Linked DNA regions of Mus musculus: region 1 is linked to region 2. The links are chromatin contacts, called in public Hi-C maps. All regions are on one chromosome and are shown on one strand. Each heading gives the region's core, a stretch centred on a gene start, on an enhancer-like site or on the middle of the called end of the contact. The rest is flanking DNA. Distances are from core to core; before and after follow the strand shown.

Region 1 (6,519 bases), core at 2,496-4,995, 5.0 Mb after region 2:
GTCTCAAACTCAGGACAAAAGGCTAGCTGGGGTGCCTTTTTAACATATCAAAGAGGACCTGGCCACCAGGTTCTCCCAGACGCTTTCAGTACTTGTTAGGACTCCTCCTGACTGGCATACTCCACCCCCTACCCTAAACTCTCCAGCCCAGGGGCTGAGCTTACCTTCCCCCACCTCCCACCTTCTCACCCCCCAGCTTCTCGAATTCCTATATAAATTCAGCAATTTTGGCTACTGGTCCTTTTTTAACCTCTTGGACTCTTGGTCTCTGGGTTCCCAGGCAGTCTCTCTGCTCCTCTCTCCTCTCACCTCACCCTCCTGGGTCAGTCTGGACCCTTCCAGATGCCTCTGGCTATGCTCTGCATCATTTCTACAGTAAAAGCTCTCCTCTACCATACCTAGGAGAGTCCTGTGGTCATTACTGTTTTTAATAAATGCTTGTCCTTTACCAATGAGTGAGGATACAGGTGCAACAAAAGGGTTGTGTTCCAAGATTTCTGTCAGTCATTGGGAACACAGATGTCCTTCTAGCATTAGCAAATGTAATTAAGAAGAAATATCAGTGTATGGAGGGTGAGAATAAAGATGATATTGTTGGCATTTCATCTAGGCTCCGCCCCACAGTTACCTGGCAACAGCTAGGTGTGCCTGACTCACTATAAAAGGGGCTATTTGCCCACTCCTCTCTCTCTTGCCCTCTCGCTGCTCTCTCCTCTTTTTCTGCTCCTCCTCTTTCTCCATTCCTCCTCCCCCTCCACATGCTCATAGTCAGCCTCTTCTCCTCCTCCTTCTCCTCCTCCCCTCCTCTTCTTCTTCCTCCTCCTCCTCCTGGTGAAAGTGTCCAGTACTGTCAACATTAGCTCCCTCTTTTGCTAACCCACAGTTATTTTAAAGCTCTCCTCCCCGTCCTCTTCCTCCGCTCTCCGCCTCTGTCTCCGGCTCCGTCTCCATCTCCCCACCCCTCCCCTGAATAAATTCTATTCTATACTGTACTGGCCTGTGGCTGGTCCCTCAGAGGGAGAAGGGATGCCTCCGCCTGGGCCCCACAGAGGCACCCCGTGCCTCCACACCTTACTACACTCTACCACTCTACCAAACAATTCCTTCTCTCTTATCTTTTTATAAAACACAACAGATATGATGGTTGGATAAATGGAGACCCAAGGTGGTTTATAATTTACTTCCAGATATGAAACCTTACAGTACAGGTTACACAACAAATATCCTAAAATGTTTTGGCACAGCTTGCTTGACCCATACACTTTATCTTTACTGGAGAGCCTCTCGAAGTATTATGCTGTCAAAAAATATGTTACCTTGTGTAAAATACTACCTTTTGTGCCTGCTTGTAATCTAGCCCTCTTTTGCTAACCCACAGTTATTTTAAAGCTCTCCTTTGGAGCTATGACTATATTCAATTAGCTATACTGAACATTTTTTATATTCTATGCACTGTACTGAGCATGTTTATGTATTGCCACAGTCCTCAGAACAACCTTTGTAAGTGATCATCATTATTACCATAGAATTTAGGTTCCAAGAGGAAAAGTAATTTTCCCAAGGTCACTTAAAAACCATAGATCACTGAGACACTCTGTTCCACTCGCAGGATCTTTCTGTCCCATGCAATGATCTCTGTGCTCTGCCCACACAATAAGATTGTGGCAGTTCGAGAAATGGACAGAGTGCTATCTGGGGCATTCTGTTATTTCTGGCTTCCTCCTAGATCACAGACTCCTACACACTTAAAAAGAACAGTAGCGCCCAGCTCTGTGGCTAGGATCAGCCAGAGCCCAGCTAGTGAGCATGGACACAAACAACAGTGTGATCTTCTTGTAAATAGCGCATCTCTCTTCCCAGCCTCCCGTCCCTGACATGGGGACAAAGGAACAAGGGTAGCTCCTGCTGACTTGGCACTGTGGGAAATGGGACCAGCAGCTGTCTTCAGCTCAAGGCTAAATCAACAAAGAGCCTCCTTCTCCTTCAGGCTTTGAGTTTGAATTAGCTCCGTATGACAACAATGTTTCCACCCAGTGCTGTTCCAGACTTTGTGTCTCTAAGGCTGATAGGCAAAGAACAGTAGAATCCAACTTGGATCCACTTTAGAAAGGACTTGGTGAAAGTGTCCAGTACTGTCAATATTAGCTCCCTTCTTGGTTGAAAGGGGACAGTGTCTCTCCTCTCTGTATATCTTGGGTTGGCTTTCTTCAGAGTGAGTGTAGACCCCCTGGCTCTTCCAGAATACCAAATCTCTCCACCCCTTTACTCCCAGGCTTCAGACTTACACAGTCTTTTAACATCCAAAAACTCAACAAGAGAAGGATCTTTTGTTCTCACAGGAGTCTGGAAAGACTTGTAGCTGTGTTCAGGAAGATAGGACATTTCAAGGGCCAAGATTGTCACACACTGTTACTATGAAAAGAATGTGTGTTTACACCCCACCCGCACCTGGGGAGAGGCAGTGGGTTCTCAAAGGAATATATTTTATCAGACAACTTTTTAAAAGTTTTTTTTTTTTTTTAGAAGGGAACAGGTGTGCACTACACTGGAAGGGATTAATAAAGCTGACACACCAGCAGAAGGTAACACTGTTGGCTGAATTAGCAGGGAATGCCAAGCCCATGGGAGGGGGACGATGGCTTAAAATGTTGAGTTCGAGGCACCTGTAGGACATTAAAATGGGGCAATTTCTTGGAGAGGGAGATGAATCAGGAGCATAGGAAGATTGATGTTTAATATAAAAGCATTAAATCATAAAATAGATCCATGCTATAGTATGGACTAAGAAGTTTCCAAGTGGGGAGGGTCTTCAGTTCATTCATTCATTCATTCCTTGGGAGTGGCAGCTCAGCCAGATTGCCTCAAGTTCCAGGCCACCCTGAGCTATGTCATGAGTTCCTGGCTAATCTGAACTATATAGTGAGTTCAAGGCTAGCTCCAGTCAGAGAGCAAAGCAGAGGATGATGATAACTGTAAGAAAAGAGGATGATGATAACTGTAAGAAAAGTGAGGTAGAGAAGATAGACCTTGATCCCCACAGGTTGAGACTGATTTATTGCAACAGCGAGGGGCCCCAAGCTTTCTGCTGTTGCAGGTTGAGCCCATTTACAGACATTCTCTCTCTCTCTCTCTCTCTCTCTCTCTCTCTCTCTCTCTCTCTCTCTCTCTCTGTGTGTCTCTCTCTGTCTCTCTCTCTCTCTGTCTCTCTCTCTCTCTCTGTCTCTCTCTCTGTCTCTGTCTCTCTTTCTGTCTGCCTCTCTCTGCCTCTCTCTCTGTCTGCCTCTCTCTCTCTCTCTCCCTCTCTCTCTCTCTCTCTCTCATACTGTTTGAGAGCCCAAAATATTGTTTGTGAAACAATTAGGCTGGGACTAAGCAATTCTTTATGGCTAGGGGCTGTTGCCCAGTAAACCCGACTCAGCTTCTCATGACCTGAAGTTACCTAGTATGTTGATGGGGAGTGGTTGGAGAGGGAAAAAAAAGGGAAGAAGGAAGAAATGGAGGAAGGTGTAAGGGGAGGAAGAAATGGGAAAACGGAAAGAGGCTGGAGAGGAGGAGATGAGTGGAGGAGGACTAATTCTCATTTATTTTAGAAATCTCCAGACATTATTGAACACTGCACAAAGCGCCATTCAACTAGAGGCTCCTCTGAGCTCACCTGGCCGGCCCCACTGCAGGGTGACGGCGCGGGGAACTACAACTCCCAGCGTGCCCCGGGGCTGGCGGAGCCGTGGGCGTGGCCTACAGCTGCCACAGCAGGCGGGCGGTACCGAGTGGAGTCGGCGGGGCCGAGCTCCCGGATGTGGAGACGTTGGAGCGGCGGCGTGGGAGGAAGATGGACGCGCTGGAGAAGGGGGCCGCCACGTCGGGGCCCGCCCCGCGTGGACGGCCGTCCCGGGGCCGGCCCCCGAAGCTGCAGCGCAGCCGGGGCGCGGGGCGCGGCCTAGAGAAGCCGCCGCACCTGGCAGCGCTGGTGCTGGCCCGCGGCGGCAGCAAAGGCATCCCACTGAAGAACATCAAGCGCCTGGCGGGGGTTCCGCTCATTGGCTGGGTCCTGCGCGCCGCCCTGGATGCGGGGGTCTTCCAGAGGTGCGCATGTGCGGGAGCCGGGCCCGGGTCGGGGGTCGGGGGTCGGGGTCCCCAGGCCTGACCCTGGGTCGCCCCTGCTTGATGGGCGCCTGTCACCTCTGGGCTGCGCAGACTGCCGGGTGCTGCAAGGCCCGGGAGGCAGCAGGTGCATGAATGGAGTCGAGTTGGGGCTCCCCAGCTTAGAGAGTCTTCCCTCACCTTTGAGAAAAAAATATTCTCTGGCTGTGAGGCTGTGAGTCAGCACAAAGAGGAAATGGTCCCTACGTGTGTACGAGGTATGACTGTTTTATGGGTGTGAATGGGTTTAGCCTACCTCTTGAACTTTGGCCTCACTAAAGGCAGTTTTTATCTCTGCATCCTCTCGGCCTCCACCGGATTGATCAGGAGTTACAAGTTGATGCCATTCATCAAAGGAGGGAGATAAAAATCCTTTGCCAACAAGGAATTTAAATGCCCGTGCTAGCTGCATCCAAATTCTGCTTGAATTTATTGCTACCTTTTGATGATTTGGCTTTTAAGATGATTGATTCAGAAGGCTATTGATTTCCCCATATTATGAAGGCAGATTTTTTTTTTCACCCAACTGACATTGTTTAAAGATGGGATAGCAAAAGATATAAATGTATGAGTTTTCTTTGTGTTTTGACTCAAAGGAAGCTCTGGGTGGAGCTAAAGAAACAGCTGGCTTCTGAAAATAACACGTAATAGGAAGTGTGCTGAGGAGAGATAGGGGAGTATCGTGAATTTGGTTCAGCTCAGTAAACATTTCTTGAGCCCCACTTTTTTCCATACACACGCAAGGAGATAGCAAGACGGTCCGTGCACAGTTCTATCCCTTACGGAGCTCTCGATTGGTTTTTGTTTGGTTTTGTGTTTTTAAACCTCTCAGAATGCAGACTGCAAAGGAGTGAGAAGTTAATTATGTATAGGCCACAGGGACAAAGTAACATCTATGAAGGGAAAAGAGTTTGAAGTCATACTGACCATAGATTGAGAACAAAATTATTGTTCATGACTCTCAGGTCCCATGTCAGGAAATGACTTTCAGAGTGGATTCAGAAAGGGTACTGGTAGAACTGGAGAAATGGCCCGGCGCTTGAGAGCACGTACTGGTTTTCCAAAGGACCCAAGTTCAGCTCTCAGCACCATTGTTGGATAGCTCACAACTGCCTGAAACTCCGCACCAGGAGATTGGATATCCTTTTCTGGTCTCCACAGGCCCTTGGTCTCACGTGGACATATTCACACTATACAATCTTTTAAGGGGAGTGGGAGGGTAATTGATAGAGGCGATGGCTCTGGACAGAATGCTTGCCATGTAAGTCTGAGGAACTAAGATCTCATTCCCTGAGCCCACATAAAATCCAAGTGAGAGTCTAGTGCATCTGCAATTACAGCAGGACAGGAGAATCTGGAAACTCAGGGGACAGTCAGCTTGGTGTACCCAGTGAACAACGAAAGAGAGACCCTGTCACAAACAAGGTGACATGTGAGGACCAGTGCCTGAGGTTGCTCTCTGACCTCCACACATGTACCAAGGCACTCATGCATGTAGTCACACAAACGCCCACCACATATGCACAGGTAAGTCTTTATGTCCCGTAATTAGGCTTAAGAACAAAAGATGAATCTTTTATTCAGCACGTGCTGTCTATTACTATGGGACTGGGTATTGCTGTCTTGAGCCAAGGGTTAGAGCAGCAGCAGGAGCCAGCTATGTAGAACCATTGACAGGCGCAGCCCCATGCCCCCTCTGGAGCCATGGACACTGATAGGAAGAGTAAGGCTTGTTGGGCACAAGCCTCGAATCAAAGGTGACACCCCTGTTCCATCTCTTCAGAGGTGATGCTGTGCAGAACATGCGGGATTTCTGAGGAGTCAACTTTTAGCCCTAGTCACATGGACACAAGATGGTCATCTGTTTTCTTGGTTGTCTACTCTCTTGATGGTGTGACATCCAGGTGTCAGCAGGCATTCCTGACCCTTGTAAACCTGAAGAAAAGTGACTGATTGGAGGTGATGTGACAGATAGCTGTCTTCCTGACAGTTCCCCTTACCCGTCACAGACAAGGCTGCCCTACTGGTTAGTTCTTTGGGGAGTGTGGTTAAACAGTGAAAAACACACTTGTTAGTCCATGCCACATGCTGTGATGTCCAAGCTCATCTCTGCACTTCCTGGCTGCCATGAGGTAGACATCTCTGCTGCACTGTGTTCCCTCCACCATGATACTCTGCCCCATCACAGGCCACAATGTTCACGCTAAGCAAGTAATAGAAAGATGTCAGAAAGTGACTCAAAAGAAGTCTTTCCTTAGGTTGTTTGATGCACTATCACCACAACTACCACAGCTGAGCAACATGTAGAACACGTGTGTGGTATCAGATGAGATTTGTTACTATAAGTACACAAGATGGTGTGCTCTGTCAGGAGAA
Region 2 (5,866 bases), core at 1,583-4,082:
GCACTACAGGCGGTTCCTGGGAGAGCCAGGGAAGCCCGTCACAGGCATTGATGAGCCTCAGGCAGTGGTGTTCCCCTGTCCATGTTTAACATGCTTGGTTTTCTGCTCTGTAGCAGTATTGTTCATGTATCAAGATTAGACTGAGAGTCTGACCCTAAATAAAATTGAGTGCATCTTTTGTAATGGAAGTCGCTTGGATTCCTGAAGTTGATAAATTAAGGGCATTTCTTATTTTGTGCCATTGCTTTCCTATTGCTGCAGCACGTTTGTAGCCTGAACCAGCATGCTTGGTAACAGATCGCAGTGTCCTGAGGCTGAAACAAGGCTCACTTGAGCAAAGTCCAGGTGCTGGCCAAGCTATTCTGTTCTGAGTCACCAGGAGAAACCTCTGCCCTCATGCTAGAAGCCTTTCCTCAGCTAAACCTGTTCTCAGCTTCCTTAGTGACTGACGCTACCTTAAATTCAGGTGCTCACATGAAAAGGCATGGATGACCCCACGTGTGTGTTTGATTCCTACACGTGGCTGTGTGCTTTTCCTGGAAGCTCCCTTCTGTTAATCCTTCCTTGTGCTGCCCATGGTTCTTGGATGTTGCTGTCTCCCACCTCCCGCCTTTGCCTGGTTCTCAGCCTTGCAATCTACACTGTAGGAAAGGCTTTAGAATATGAACCAGGAGGTTGGGACACTTGTGGGTGCTGGTAGATAATTCTTTGACAGTGTGCCAATTTTCTCATAGCCTGCTGAAACTTTCAGTGGGGCTGAAACTTCCAAGTAAAGTGGGGACTGGCGAGTCAGCCTAGTCAGTGAAGGGTGTGCTGTGCATGTTCCAGCATCCGAGTTTGCTTTCCCAGCAGCCACGTGTAAAGTCAGACATGGTAGTGCATATGTGTGCACTTAATGAACATGGCCAGGCCACACGAGATAGCTACATATTAGGTAGGATTGCTTGGTCATTGTGACTAGGTTAATTCTATAGGTTTCTCCATTGAGACATGAATATTTTGGCTATGCGTGATGTTGGCGTTCTTGGTGATCTAGATGGTTTCAGATAAGCTCCAGGTTTTTAGTGCTTGCTCCAAGTTTTGCAAGGTTAAGTGAAAATAACAGTGGCATTATGAATATGGCCTAGACATACATCCAAAATATTTAGAAGTAGCTGTGTGTGGACCAGACTAGATGGCAGCTCAGTAGGGAAATAAGCAGGTTTCTATCTAGCAGAGTAATTGTGTATCTGACACCACATTAATAACTTACATTTATCATGGCCTCAGGTATTTACAAACTACAACTTTGCATACAAACCTATTTTGATCACCCAGTTTTGCAGTAAGTAGACTTATGTCCTAGAACCTTCTAGTCACTAAGAATTGAATTACAAATAGTTTGAGCTCATTAGAGACCTGTTTACCAGATTGCTGCTTAATTCTCAAAATTTGAGTCTCTGGGTATATGTACATCTCTGGCAGGACTTTCCTGAGATGAAAGAACTAGAGCAATTGATTCACTAGAGAAACTTGTAGTTCAGACAAACTTGTAGCTCAGCAGAGATGGTCCATGTGAGTACAGATACAGTGGCTCACCCCCTAGACTGTGAACCTGGAGTAATTCAGAGAAACCAGGCTGAGAAAAATCATCACTGAATCTCAACTTTAGAAAGCAAAGAAATTGTCGCGATCCTTTCTTACAGATAAGGAAAATGAAGTTCACAAAGGCCAGTAGTGTGTCCTAGGTTACATGCTCAATTATTCACAGAACTAAGGCCAGTAGTGTGTCCTAGGTTACATACTCAATTATTCACAGAACTAAGTTAAAAAAATTCTTTTCAGGCCTGAAGAGGGAACTGAGCAGTTGAGAGTGCTTGCGCTTCTTAACACTTAAGTATGGTTCCCAGCTCCTGACTAACTCTTGGTCCAGAGTGGCCTGGCCTGGCCTTTGCACATACCTGAACACATGTGCTATGCACACATATGTGTGTAGACACAAAAATGAAAATACTATATTTTCTAAATGAAAGAAGCTGGACCTTTTATTGAATGTAGCATCTGCCTGTAATCCCAGCAATGGGGATCTGGGGTCTGGGGCAGGAGATTCAACACAGCAACCTCTTGTCCAACCGTGATTACAAAGCAAACTGTCTTAAAAACAAAACGAAAGGGCTGGAGAGATGCTCAGCGGTAAGAGCACTGACTGCTCTTCCAGAAATCCTACGTTCAATTCTCAGCAACCACATGGTGGCTCACAACCATCTGTAATGGCGATCTAATGCCCTCTTTTGGTGTGTCTGAAGACAGCTACAGTGTACTCATATACATAAAATAAATCTTAAAAAAAAAAAAAACAAAAATAAGAAACCGAGTCTTCCTAAGCTTATGTCCTAGCTGCTCTTTCACTGAGTCCAGACTAGAAATTACAGCGCGTTCTAGCTCCTAGACTACCTTGGCTGTCCCCTGAGGGCTCTGGAACACTACCCACAATTCGGGTCCAAGACTACATTGCTCCGCTCATGCAAGAAAGAATCCAGTCCTGCCACTCACATGATCCTACAGCTAAAGTTCCTAAGTCTGATTCTGTCTAGTTCAATTGGCCATGTAAGCATTTAAAAATGGTCTGGGAGACTTCTGGAGCTGGGGAATGCTCAAGTCACAGGCCTGACCTGGAAAGACAGGGAACAGGTAGGGTGATGACCTGGCTGGGCTCCAAGCCCAGGAGCTGGAGAAAAGTTTAAGTGGTACAGGACCGAAGAGGCGTGGCTTTGGTAGGGCGTTGCAAAAGGGGCGTGGCTCTGGGCGGGGACTTGACAGGAAGGAGGAAGGCCAGGCCCGTGTGGCGACCTGGAGCAAGGGTTGGCTTTCAGCGGTGGCCACAATGGCTGCTCACTGCCGGGGCACAGAGCTCGGTAAGGGCCAGCGGGTTGCGCTCCCCTTCGCCAGGTTGGGGGTGGGGGTGCCCAGGGCGATCCCCGGAGGGCGGAGACCTGAACTGAGGCAGAACTCGGGGACAGCCCTGTCGCCAGGCTCTATGCAGTCTTAACCCTTTAAGCGGAAGCAAGGAAGGGTTAATTAGATCTTTGCACTATGTAGCTCTGTGGTCGCAGTAAACCAACCCGAGTGAAAAGCCTGCCGGGTACTTGTGTGCCATTCATTTACTGCCGGACTCACGTAGCCATTCCCAAAGTTGGCTGTGCTGGTGGTCATCGCCGTCTGCTAAAAATGATTTTAAATGCTTAGACAAAATGTTCTTTTTAAAACTATTTTTCACCTTATTGATACTAGTTCAGATATTTCTGGGAAAAAAAATTAAAAGTCTGTAATTCAAACGTAGCAAAAACGTGACTGAGCCAAATGTCAATGACTTAACTTTGCATAATAGATTGTTTGCTTTGTATCCTGGACCCTCTTAGGTGTGTGATTTTGGGTAAATTACTCACTCTGTGCTTATATACCGGCATCTGTAAAGTAGTTATTTATTAGGAAGCTACTTCTGTCTGAAGGTGGTTTGGATAGTGTGAGGAGGGGATACTTGGAGCCGCTGGTATATTTCTCTGCACTTAGTGTTGAATAAGCAACGATAATGAGCGCACTAAGTTCTTTTCATAGGGACTGATTTTGAGTGGCTGTGAGTGATACACAGGGTTACTCTTTTCAGAAGGGACTTGCCAGTCTAGACTTTAGAAGTGTTTAGAATTGCATGCTTGACAGGTAGTCTCTGTACCAGGTTAATGGCACTTTAGTCCCTCTCTCCAACAGAGCCTTACACTTTATCCCTGCAGTGTAAACTTTAGCAGTGACCCTGGAAGATGGACTAAGGGCTGAAGATGAAGCTAGTCTGCATCTTTGTACAAGGTCGAGGATGTAACATAATTCCCCCCCCCCCCCAACAGCTCTTTTAAAGTTTCAAATTTTCCTTTCAGGAGATGCAATTAAGCCAATTTTACTCCCCCCCCCCCCCCCCGCCCCCAGCCCCTAGGTTTCTCTGTGTAGCTCTACACTGTCCTGGAACTCACTCTATAGACCAGGCTGGCCTGGAACTCAGAAATCCACCTGCCTCTGCCTCCCAAGTGCTGGGATTAAAGGCGTACGCCACCACTGTCCGGCCATTTTTACTTTCTTAAAGTGTAAGTCCTGGGCTGGGTGCTATTGCACACACCTGTAACCCCAGCATCAGTTGTGTGTCAGGTTAGCCTGGACTATATAGAAAGAGCTTTCTTAAAAAGCCATCAAAACACTACCTTTCCCGTGTTGCAAAGTAACAGTGTAGACATTAACAGCTGCTATTTAGAGTAATAGTTAATGTGCACTCACACCTCCATGTATAGATTATATTTTCCTTACTGTTCTTGTTATAATCACATAGATTGCAAGAGTTTTTGTGTGCTGTGGTATTAATCCTTAGGCGTGACACAGCTGTAATCTAATCTGCTAAAGTAAATCACGTGAATTATATATGTACTATGAAAAAAATTGTTCTGTATTAATTTCAACATTGCTTTAATTGATGAGTTTTGTGGTTTTTTGCTGATTAAAGACATCTTAATGTTTTTAATGAGTACTACTTTTTAAAAAGAAATTAGCGTTATTTAAACACATTTGTATTAAAAAATTTTTAGGAAAATGCAGTTATCACCAGGGAGATTGTAGAATTCATTAGTCATTGTTATTTACAATTTTTTTCATTTTATTTTTATTTTATGTGTGAGATTTTGCCTGTACACGGTCTGTTTACCATTACACGTGCAATGCCTGTTGAGGCCAGAAGAGGGCATCCAATCCCCTGGGATTGGATTTCAGATGGTCTATGGCTGCCATGTGGGAGTTGAACTCAGGGCCTCTGGAAGAGCTCTTGACTGCTGAGACATCTATCTCATCAGCCTTTAAGACAGCTTTTAAAAATCAAATGTATTTGTCTACTTTGTGTGTGTGTGTGTGTTAGTGCTGGGGGTGGGAATACGCGCATGCACACCTCTGGAGATCAGAGGGCAGCTTTCACAGTTATCTCACCTTCTACCTTTTGACAGCCAAGATTCAAATTCAGGATGTCTAAGTGTGGCAGTAATTGTCTTTGCCCACTGAGCCATCTGGCTGGCCCTGAACTTGATTTTTAGGATGAGAACTCTGCAAGGAAAGTTTCTCCCAGCAGGGGATGTGTAAAAGAGGCTTTCCAGACAGGGATGCTCTGATTGTAATAGCAGAACGTGGATGTCCAACCGTCTGGGTCTGGGTGGTTCTGGAGCACACTCAGGAAACCACCATGCTGGTTGTTTGTTAATCCCTCCAGGGTCTGTCAACCAACATGTTCTAGACCTTTCCTTAAAATGTCCATAAACATGTTTTTTTTTCTTCAGTTCCCCAAGTAACCTAGGCCCTTACATGTGGACCAGTGGAATACATCTTTACTTACTGTTTGGCGAATCTGTCCATGCAGCTGTGTGTAGACAGGAGCCATGAGTGCCCTGCCTTTCTGGGTTTGAATGTCAGTCAAAGGCCATTTGATGACATCTGGTTTTATGTTTTTATTTTATGTATTTATTTATTTATTTATTTTTTGGTTTTTCGAGACAGGGTTTCTCTGTGTAGCCCTGGCTGTCCTGGAACTCACTTTGTAGACCAGGCTGGCCTCAAACTCAGAAATCCGCCTGCCTCTGCCTCCCAAGTGCTGGGATAAAAGGCATGCGGCGCCACGCCCGGCTTGACATCTGTTTTTAAAGGCATCTCACAGTTATGGTGGTGGTTTTGTCTTGGGATTTCTATAACTGAGGAAAGACTATGAGCAAAAACAAGTTGGGGGAGAAAGGGCTTATTTCCCTCCCTGTTCGTCTTTGAAGCAAGCCTTGAGCAGACACTTAACTAGGGCAGGGGTCAGGAGCCATGA

What was found. Hi-C and Micro-C count contacts between places; a contact is called where the count stands out from the background.
Region 1: a Hi-C map of B cells shows a contact between it and region 2, with 6 read pairs. The contact joins the promoter of Cmas here to the promoter of Dera in region 2. A contact is called at or near these places in 1 of 39 promoter capture datasets (pre-B cells) and 2 of 484 Hi-C or Micro-C datasets (B cells and the N1E-115 cell line).

Annotation. Positions count from the first base shown.
Region 1 is chr6:142,752,941-142,759,459 of GRCm38.p6, forward strand. It overlaps Cmas (cytidine monophospho-N-acetylneuraminic acid synthetase), which reads left to right and starts at 3,746. Exons shown (of 8, transcript NM_009908.2): 1 at 3,746-4,086. The coding sequence starts at 3,833. LOC115490443 (a long non-coding RNA gene) reads left to right here and starts at 4,368. Exons shown (of 2, transcript XR_003956544.1): 1 at 4,368-5,670; 2 at 5,927-6,519.
Region 2 is chr6:137,751,745-137,757,610 of GRCm38.p6, forward strand. Dera (deoxyribose-phosphate aldolase (putative)) reads left to right here and starts at 2,833. Exons shown (of 9, transcript NM_172733.1): 1 at 2,833-2,894. The coding sequence starts at 2,864. Strap (serine/threonine kinase receptor associated protein) reads left to right here. Exons shown (of 10, transcript NM_011499.3): 10 at 1-186.